Linked DNA regions of Capra hircus: region 1 is linked to region 2. Evidence: chromatin contacts called from public Hi-C data. All regions are on one chromosome and are shown on one strand. Each heading gives the region's core, a stretch centred on a gene start, on an enhancer-like site or on the middle of the called end of the contact. The rest is flanking DNA. Distances are from core to core; before and after follow the strand shown.

Region 1 (4,692 bases), core at 1,819-4,318, 630 kb before region 2:
TGTTGGCTTTGCCCACCCCTCTCCTGTAGTATGACCGGCAAACCGGATATGGGCTGTCCCAGAGCCAGCAGCTTCTGCATTCATCTAACTTGTAGGAATGGGGAGGGACTGTCTGGTGAAGGGCCAACTTAGACTCCAGACAATATGTTTCTTTCCTAATTGAGATGAAGCCTTTTGGGCCATTTGGACTGACCTAATAAACCCATGTGAAGTCATATCCAACGTCAGAAAGGCGATTTTCCTGAAATTCAATACCTTAAAAATATGAGTGAAGTAGATAGCCCCAGGGGGGTGTCAATCAGGCCTCTTCTTAGGGCTGGCTCAGTACCAACTGGAAATGCTGTCTCCTGTCCCCCCTCCCCTCCTCTGGGGTCCAGGTGTGAGGCCTGGTGTGTAGGGAGATTTCCAGTGTGTAAAATGGGGAGGGGGAAATAAACTCTAAGATGTCAAATAAGGCTCATTTTTGCAATGATACATTTTCTGGGGACCTGAAACTAGTACATTAAAAAATATTTGATACTTTTAAAAGCAATATCTATGTTTCAATCACTTAAAAATAAATATATTTTATCCAATCAAGGCACACCATCATTTTGTATACCACCAACAAATAAGGGGCTTCCCCGGTGGCTCAGTGATAAAACAATCCACCTGACAATGCAGGAGACGCAGGAGATGTGGGTTCGATCCCTGAGTCAGGCAGATCCCCTGGAGGAGGAAATGGCAACCCACTCCAGTATTCTTGCCTGAGAAAATTCCATGGGCAGAGGAGCCTGGTGGGCTACCGTTAGTTCATAGGGTCACAAAGAGTTGTACACATCTGAGCAACTGAGCATGCCGTGGGCAGTAAAGAAAGAAAGGACATGGCAGCAAAGGAAAGCCACAGGATGCCAGCAATGAGGAGAGAGCAATTAGAAAACAATGCAATGGCTACCGGGAGTGGGGGCGTGTGAGGGGAAGGGATAGGTTGGGAGGCTAGGATTGACCTATACGTGCTACTACATAAAACAGATGACTAATAAGAACTTCTTGCGTAGAACAGAGAACTCTACTTAATACTCTGCTATGACCTACATGGGAAAAGAGTCTAAAAAAGAGTGGATGTGTGGTGTATATGTATAACTGACTCACTGTTGTGTACACCTGTAACGCTGAAAATCAACTGCCCTTCAGTGGGGGAAAAAAAAAAAAGACACCTCGGATTTCAAGGATGTTAGGTGAGCAAACAATTGGCATCTGGGAAGTGTTCCGCTTTCTCAGCTGTCCTCTGCCAGCTGGCCACCGGGGGGCGCAAGAAGCCGGTGCACTCCGTTGTCTTCCTTATTTCCTGTCTTGCCGCAGAGTCGGGACTCCCAGCACACCCAACAGCCCCTGCACCCGCTAGCTGTCCTGCCCAGTCTCAAAAACCTCACCTAGTAAGGGTTAAGGCGGGGTGGCGGAGAGAGAATGCACCTCAGTGCACATAGAGAGATGCAGGCACCAAAAATTATAAGCTCAGTGAGCAAACTTTCTGGAAGTGTCAACTTCCCTGGTGGCTCAGATAGTAAAGAATCTGCCTGCAATGCGGGAGACCCAGTTTCCATCCCTGGGTCGGGAAGATCCCCTGGAGGAGGGCATGACAACCCACTCTGGTATCCTTGCCTGGAGAATCCCATGGAGAGAGGAGTCTGGCTGTAGAGTCCACGGGGTTGCAAAGAGTCGGACACCACTGAGTAACTAACATTAATTACACAGGTCCAAAATGGCCCCGGCCAAGCAATGTCTATTAAACGCTCTCAAGCTCTCATTTAGTATTATTTCTCTATTCCTGGAAAACAAGCTTTTAATACATGCATACTTAGGTCAAAATTTTTCAAAATAGCTTGCCAAATATAGGCTTTTCTTCCGTCACTACTGGATTGGAGTCTCCTTTTGTCTTCATCTGGGTTTTGCAGTTTTTGACTTCCGTTAATATGTAGCTTAGATGGGGCTCAGCTGACTCTACCTGGGCCCCTCCTTGATCAGAGGGCCCGAGGCCAAGTCCCCATAGTATGTCAATGGAAGTGCGGAGGAGAGGTGCTCAGGAACTTTCCCGTCGGCCTGTAGATGGCGCCCCGGGAAAGGGATTCCAAGCGTAGTTCCCAAAGTTCTTGGGGTCCCCACCCGGCTGCGAAAAAGGTGCAGCAGGCAGGTGTTCCTTCCAACTTCCACGGCTGCTCCGCACGTGCGCTAGAACCTTTTGGGGCGGGATGTCATGCAAACGTGTGGTGGGTGCAGCGGGGCCGGTGCAGGGGGCGCGCATTGAAGAGCGCAGGAGCCCCACGCGGCGGCGACCCACCACGCGCCGAGCAGCCCGGCGACCCCCACGCGCGGCGGGGCTCTCCCACCCCACCCAGCGGCAGGTGGACAGTGTCGCTATGAAGAGAAAGCTTCAATTGTCCCTCCTACAAACCGCCACACGCCAGACCTCTGCTATTGTGCACCCAGCATAGAAATGCAAACGAGCCGCGTGTTCCGGCCGCAATCTGCCTGCGCGCCCTGGCGCCCCGCAGCGCTTAGTAGCCGGCCGGGAGATTGGCTAGACTTTCCAGCGCGACCGGGTCCGGGTCTTGATTGTGCTAGAAGAACCTCGCGCTCGGGGCTCTGGTGTCAGCTGGAGAGGGCTGCTTTCAGGCCTTTAGCTAGCTTAGCCAGCGCAGCCTGTTTTTAAAGTTCCGGTTTAGAAGAAATGGTTTCAGAAACTCCAAATTAAAAGTGAAGAAAAAAATAGAAAAGGTAGCAAGAAAAATAAATGCAAAAAAAAATATTCGTTAGATTTCCCCAAAGGTGCATTTCACAAATTGCAGCGTACTGTTAACAAGTGAGGGTTTTTTCCCCCCATAACTTTTTCCTTTTAAGGACTTAAAAAAAAAAAAAAAAGGCGAGATGAAATCTGCAGGCTCCAGTCTGCCTGGTAACACCCCGACAAAAGCGGCAGATTTGAGGCATTGTCATCCCCCGCACCCCTCCCCACGTGGCCTTCTGGCACGAGCCGCGGGCAGCCGCCTCATTTGCATCAGAAAGCAGGCGCGGGCCAATGGGCTCGCAGGCTCGCGCCAGCTGGCGGCGCCACCCGGCTCAGCCTATATAAGGGCGCAAGGCGGCGCTCGGGCTTACTCGCCGGCAGTGGGCTCACCGGGCTTGCTCGTAGACTTTCCTTCTTCGCTCGCGTCTGCTCCGCCTTCTGTTCTTGTGGATAACTTGCTGCTCGCAGATCGCAATATGACTCTGGAAGAAGTTCGTGGCCAGGACACGGTTCCAGAAAGCACAGCCAGGTAGGTCGGCGCCTAACTCCGGACGTCTCGGGGCGCGCGGGGACCCTCGTCCTGCCCTGGCCGCGCTGGTTAGGCGATAGTCTTTGGGGCCCGCCTGGGTGGAAACCGGCTGGGTTGGGAACCCGCTGGGTGGAAGCCGGGCGCGAGTGTGCCGGCTGGGCCGAAGGTGCGGCCGCCTGGGCTGGCGCGCCGGGCTGGGGCCCTGGGGGTGCGTCTCCGGGTCCAGGGATCTCAGGGCACCCTCCGGCTCACCGTGCTGGCTTGTCCGCAGGATGCAGGGCGCCGGGAAAGCGTTGCACGAGCTGCTGTTGTCTGCGCAGCGCCAAGGCTGCCTCACGGCCGGCGTCTACGAGTCAGCCAAAGTCCTGAACGTGTGAGTATCAAACGCGGCCCGTGGGAGGAGCGGCAGGGAGACCGGGGAGACGGTGGCTGGGGGCGCCCCTGGCTCCTCGACCTGATCTCACCACCTCTTGCTCGCCCGCGTAGGGACCCCGACAATGTGACCTTCTGCGTGCTTGCCGCTGACGAGGAGGACGAGGGCGATATCGCGCTGCAGATCCACTTCACTTTGATCCAAGCGTTCTGCTGTGAGAACGACATAGACATCGTCCGCGTGGGCGACGTGCAGCGGCTGGCGGCGATCGTGGGTACCGGCGACGAGTCGGGGGCACCTGGAGACCTGCACTGTATCCTCATTTCGGTGAGTGTCGCCTCCGTGCCGATGTGATCCCTGCCCCCTCGCTCCCCCGTCAGCAGCCAGTGCCCAGCCAGGCTGACCTCTGCGTTCTCTCTGCAGAACCCCAATGAGGACGCATGGAAGGACCCCGCCTTGGAGAAGCTTAGCCTGTTCTGCGAGGAGAGCCGCAGCGTCAACGACTGGGTGCCCAATATTACCCTTCCCGAGTGACAGCCCCGTGGGGATCCTTGGTTTGATCGACGTGGTGACGCCCCGGGGCGCCTAGCGCGGGGCTGGCTCTGTGGATGCGCCCTCGGAGGGCGCCGGAGTGCGGCGTGGAGACTGGCAGGCGGGGGCGCGTGGAGAGCGGCGAGGAGGTGCGGTCCCCTCCCGAGGAGGGGCCCGGCGGCGACAGGGGCAGGCTGGCCCCAACCCAGGACTCTACAAGTGTGGGGAGCGGCTGCTCGCCCAGGAAGGCCGGAGGCGGGACCTTGGCCGCGCGGCCGGGAAGGACAGACTGGCCGGGCAGGCGTGACTCAGCAGCCTGTACTCCCGGCAGAAAGGAGGGGAAAGGCAAGTCCAGGCGGCTTGGACTTGTACGGTTACAGGAGCTCTGACGGACTTGAGCAGTATGCATTGCTGTTTTCAAAACGGATACGGGCGATGCTTCATTTTCTAAAGGATTATGCTGCTGCAGCTTTGAGTTTTACAATAAACTTAACT
Region 2 (4,799 bases), core at 864-3,363:
GGACTGGTGTCTGTGAGAAGCGACACCAGAGATTTCTCTACATGTCTATGCAGATAAGGGGCCATGTGAAAGCACAGCAGGAAAGCAGATTTCTGCAAGCCACGGAGAGAGACTTCATCAGAAACCCCTTTATTTCTGAGATTAATTTTAATACTCTTCTTTATTTAACCCAGTATATCCAATACTTTTACTTTAATATATAATCAATATAGAAAATGCCAATGATATGTTTTATACTTTTACAGGAAGTCTTCAGAGTCTGATGTGTATTTGACACTAACAAAGCTTCTGGTTTTGGACTAGATACATTTCAAAAGCTCAGTAGCCAAGTGTGACTTATGGCACCATATTGGACAATAGGGATTCATGTCATAGTCCCAAGTTTGCTGTTCAATATGTTCCACTCTGCTTGATCAATACTAAATAGATAACTTGGGAATGATCAGTTAATTAGCTTACAGGTCATTACAGATAAGTGCTCAACGGCAGAAGTCTCTTGAAGGCACTGTATGCTGGTTACGAATATGTCTTTATAGTATATTTCCTTTGACTCAAATCTGGAAAAGGAAAGCAGAATGTAAAAGAAAAAGCAAACAGCTTTCTTAAAATATTAGGGCTAACAAGGGTGGTAAATTTGATTAATTTTAGAAATATTCAGTGCTTTCTCTATACTTCCAAGAAAGACTGTACCTCTCTGTTCTGTTATCAGTTTGGTCATGTGACTTGGGATTTAGCACTCATGACGGAGTACAGGCTTGAACAGTGGTTGCACAGTTGGGCTCTCACACATGGGATAAGCTCCTGGTTCAGGAGCTGGATGTCAGACACGTAGTACAGAGCTACCCCAGCTGATTCACCCAGTCAGGCCCAAGTCAATACACAAATGCCAGAGATACCTAAAGTTTTGTATGCTTCTGAAATTTGGTGGTCGTTTGTCAGGCAGCATTATTGTGGCAATAACTAGCTGATAACTGTCAATTGAGGATTAGTCAAACAAAAGGTGTACTCTGAAATGATATTATAGGTCATTGTGCAAACAGGCAACTGTATAAGCTTTTGCTGTGGCAACAAAAACTCGTTTTTTCAATGACTTAAAACGGGCAGCATTTCTTTACTTCTCACTCCTGAGTTTGCAGGTAGGCTGTGCCAGTTCCCCTACAGGCTGCAGGTAGGCAGATATCTGATTCTTGTGCATTTTCACACTGAAGGAAGAACCACTATCTGGGACAGACAGCAGGAGCACAAGAATCAGCCAAAACAAGCGTGCGTGTTTATGCCTTTGCACAGCCAGGAGTATCTACCTCCGCTCTCACATTCTCATCCCAATAAACCAAAGCAAGTCATTCCATCACTCATGGGACAAGAATATCCATTTTCCAGGGGCAAGCTGGGAGTGTGACAAAGGGAATGAATATTTTCTGAGCAATAGAACAATCTCCCAACAAAAGTCATATAACCATTTAGTTTACAGCCTTTCATGAAGAGTTTGATAACCATAAATGATACATTATGGTGCACATTATTCCCTAAATAATGATATTGATATCTAATACAGCTTTCTGAGATCTTCACTAAAGTGCAGCTAGTCTCAGAAACTCTCTTAGAGTGACATGCACGTAGAAGAAAAAGAATGAGTGAAAGCTGCAGACACACAGTAAAAAGAGCTAGGCATCATTGGAATGAATGCTTATCATTTTCTATATCCTGAGTCCAGTTGGAAGAACAAGCTTGCTTTCTGATATATAGCAGGGACATGTGGACAGGGAAAACTGTCATATCATACCCTGAAAGCTGTTGTCATCTTATTATGTGTACAGTGACTTTTTTGTGGAAAAATGACATCAGCTCTGTTGTTTACAGTGACTTGCACTCATCCGTCCTGATGCAACCTATGGCCTCCTCTTTGAGGCAAGAACAGCTGCTGCACAGGAGCCATCAGCCCAGTAGGCTCACCTGTCATGTTCCTCGTGCCAGGGACCCTGTGGGAAAGGCGCGGCCGAGGGACAGGGGGAGAAAAATTTATTTAGGAAGTAGGAGAGAATCCAGGAGAGTGATGACTAATACGATCCTCTGAACACGAAACCACATTTGTACTTCCCACAAACATGACTCAGTGTTTCATCCAGCATAGCTGCTTACTGTGGTGTTGCCTCTAAGCTGAGCTTTGCTGCTGCTAAGTTGCTTCAGTCATGTCCGACTTTGTGCGACCCCATAGACAGCAGCCCACCAGGCTCCCCTGTCCCTTGGATTCTCCAGGCAAGAACACTGGAGTGGGGTGCCATTACCTTCTCCAATGCATGAAAGTAGAAAGTGAAAGTGAAGTCGCTCAGTGTGTCTGACTCTTAGCAACTCCATGGACTGCAGCCTACAAGGCTCCTCCGTCCATGGGATTTTCCAGGCAAGAATACTGGAGTGGGGTGCCATTGCCTTCTCCAAGTTGAGTTTTAGTGGTAATTTTAAAAAGTTCTCCTATTTTATTTGGCATTTTAGTCAGATGTAATGATATTAAAACTACAGGATATAACTTTAACAGTGTCCTAAATTAGGATGTACAGCCTATTTTCCTGTTTTATGAGTATGTTTTCATTAATGAAAAAAATAATTTGAGAAAGGAATACAAAATTCCTCTTTACATTTCTAGGTCTTCCACTGTAGCAACTCTGTTTTAATCGTCTAAAAAAGACTTTGTGGTTTACAAGATTGATGAACATGGAACTTAGCACCAGAAACTACTATTATCTCCAAATGTATTCAATATTTTGACCCTCTTGCATCACTGTTTTGAGAAAGAGATCTTCAAATAAAACATGTGATATTATATGTATTTTCATCATTATAATAACTAATTTAGTTGTCAATGTATTTATTTAGAATGAAGTGAAGTGTTTTTAATATATGTATGCGTTACTTCTTTATGAAAGAGCTTCCTTTGAGATACTTTGGGTAAAGTAGGTATTTTGACTTGGGAAACTGGTAATGACATCATCTCAGTGCATGTGTATCTTGTGAATTTAAAGAAAATAAGAAGAGTTTTGAGATTGATCTACTGATTCATTTGTTTTCTTTGATTATGGTAAAAACAACTAAAATAAGATCTACACATTTAATAGCTGTTTAAGGGCATGGTGCAGTCTTGTTAACCACAGGCACAGTGTTGCACAGTGGATGGCTAGGGCTCATTCATCTTGCATAACTGATATTTTATATCCATCGAACAGTAACAACCCATTCCCCCTCCTCCATTCCCTGGCAGCTGCTATGCTACTCTGCTTCTCACATAAGTGGAATCATAAAATACTCATCCTGTGTTTGGCTTATGTCTCTTAGCACAAGGTCCTCTAGGTCCATTCATGTTGTCACACGTGGTAGAATTTCTTTCCTTTCTAAGACAGAGGAATTTTTCATCATCTGTATCTCATCTTTTTATCCATAGTCAATCATGGAAACAGCTTATATCTATCAACAGATAAATGGATGAAAATTATATTCATCTATTTATGTAGAAATTATCATTGGAATATCAGATGATGCTATTGCTTTCAACAGGAATGAAAAATGAGAACCACGCCTATCAGAATCCCCAAATTCTGAATAACTGTGATTCCAGAAGCCTGGCCCTCCTCTGAGCTTGCTTTTATTCCCTTAAAGGACTCTGCAGCCATGTCCCAGTCTTGGCTGCTAATGGCATGACTCACCCAGAGAACACACCTGCTCCTTCTGGATTTGAGTCAGGAAATATTGGACATTCTTTTTGGGATTTATATTTATAGGAAATGAAAACTGTCAAAGCAGGACTGTTGATTAGCAACAGAACATGAATCTCCCAGAAAACAAGTTTAAAAGTAGAGTTCCTCAGTCTTCTCTTCCTCTTGAAATCAGAACAGCTTCATTTCCCGTCAGTCCAACAAACACCTCCATGATGTAGAGAGATGCTCTTTGGCATACTGCTCAATGTCGTTATTTTTTTTTCTCTGCTTGAAAGTGAGACTGAAAGTTGCTCAGTCTTGTCCGATTCTTTGCGACTCCATGGACTATCCAATCTATGGAATTCTCCAAGCCAGAATACTGTAGTGGGTAGCCTTTCCCTTTTCCAGGGGATCTTCCCAACTCAGGGATTGAACACAGGTCTCCAGCATTGCAGGCAGACTCTTTACCAGTGAGCCACGATTTCTCTGCTTAATATGTGTCTATCTCTGTTCAGCCACAGAGCTACTAGAGAAAATTTTGTTTGACAATAGAAATACCAGTGTGAATGTTTTTGACTTTCTTCTTCTCTTCTCATTTTGGGCTCTGTGACTTTGTACAAACTTAAGATCTCAGCTACCATTTCATCATTCAAATTGCTTACTAGATATAACCATTCAGTTTTAGCATAGTCACAAAATTCCAAAACGTCACTCATCTTTTCATTTCTTTAAACTTGCTTCTTTTTCTGGAGTCTCTGGCTATACGAGCACTATTCATTTCAGTTAGACTTTTTGTCATCCCCTCCCCCTCTTTTTCCACATTCTCACTAGTTAACTCTTTCATCTGGATCATCTGATGAAGTCTTTGGAACTGTTCCTCCAACAACCCTTTGTAGCAGAACCTGATTTCACACTGCCAAAATATTTGGGGCTTCCTTCCTGTTTCAGGCTGCAGGAATGCTCCAAAGCCAAGCCAAAGACTTTTCTGCCCTTCCACTGGTAACCCAGTCTCCATGACACACTCCAGCAGTGGGTAGCCCAGGACTGTACAAATACCCTGGCTCCCTCATTTCAAGGTGTGTGTTCCTCATCACTTCCAGGCTCCCTGCAGAA

Evidence for each region. A called contact is a pair of places that touch in the nucleus more often than the background predicts.
Region 1: a contact with region 2 is called in a Hi-C map of liver, with 12 times the contacts expected there. The contact joins the promoter of GADD45G here to the enhancer-like site in region 2. A contact is called at or near these places in 3 of 5 Hi-C or Micro-C datasets (blood and liver).

Annotation. Positions count from the first base shown.
Region 1 is chr8:88,267,904-88,272,595 of ARS1.2, reverse strand. It overlaps GADD45G (growth arrest and DNA damage-inducible protein GADD45 gamma), which reads left to right and starts at 3,068. Exons shown (of 4, transcript XM_018052512.1): 1 at 3,068-3,293; 2 at 3,565-3,666; 3 at 3,780-3,993; 4 at 4,090-4,692. The coding sequence starts at 3,241. The coding sequence ends at 4,200.
Region 2 is chr8:87,641,350-87,646,148 of ARS1.2, reverse strand. No RefSeq gene overlaps it. Among named protein-coding and RNA genes, the nearest start is that of GADD45G, 630 kb to the left of the region's middle. Within about 2 kb of position 2,113, at least 2 of the 5 cell types and tissues checked have an H3K27ac peak or open chromatin away from gene starts, as enhancers often do.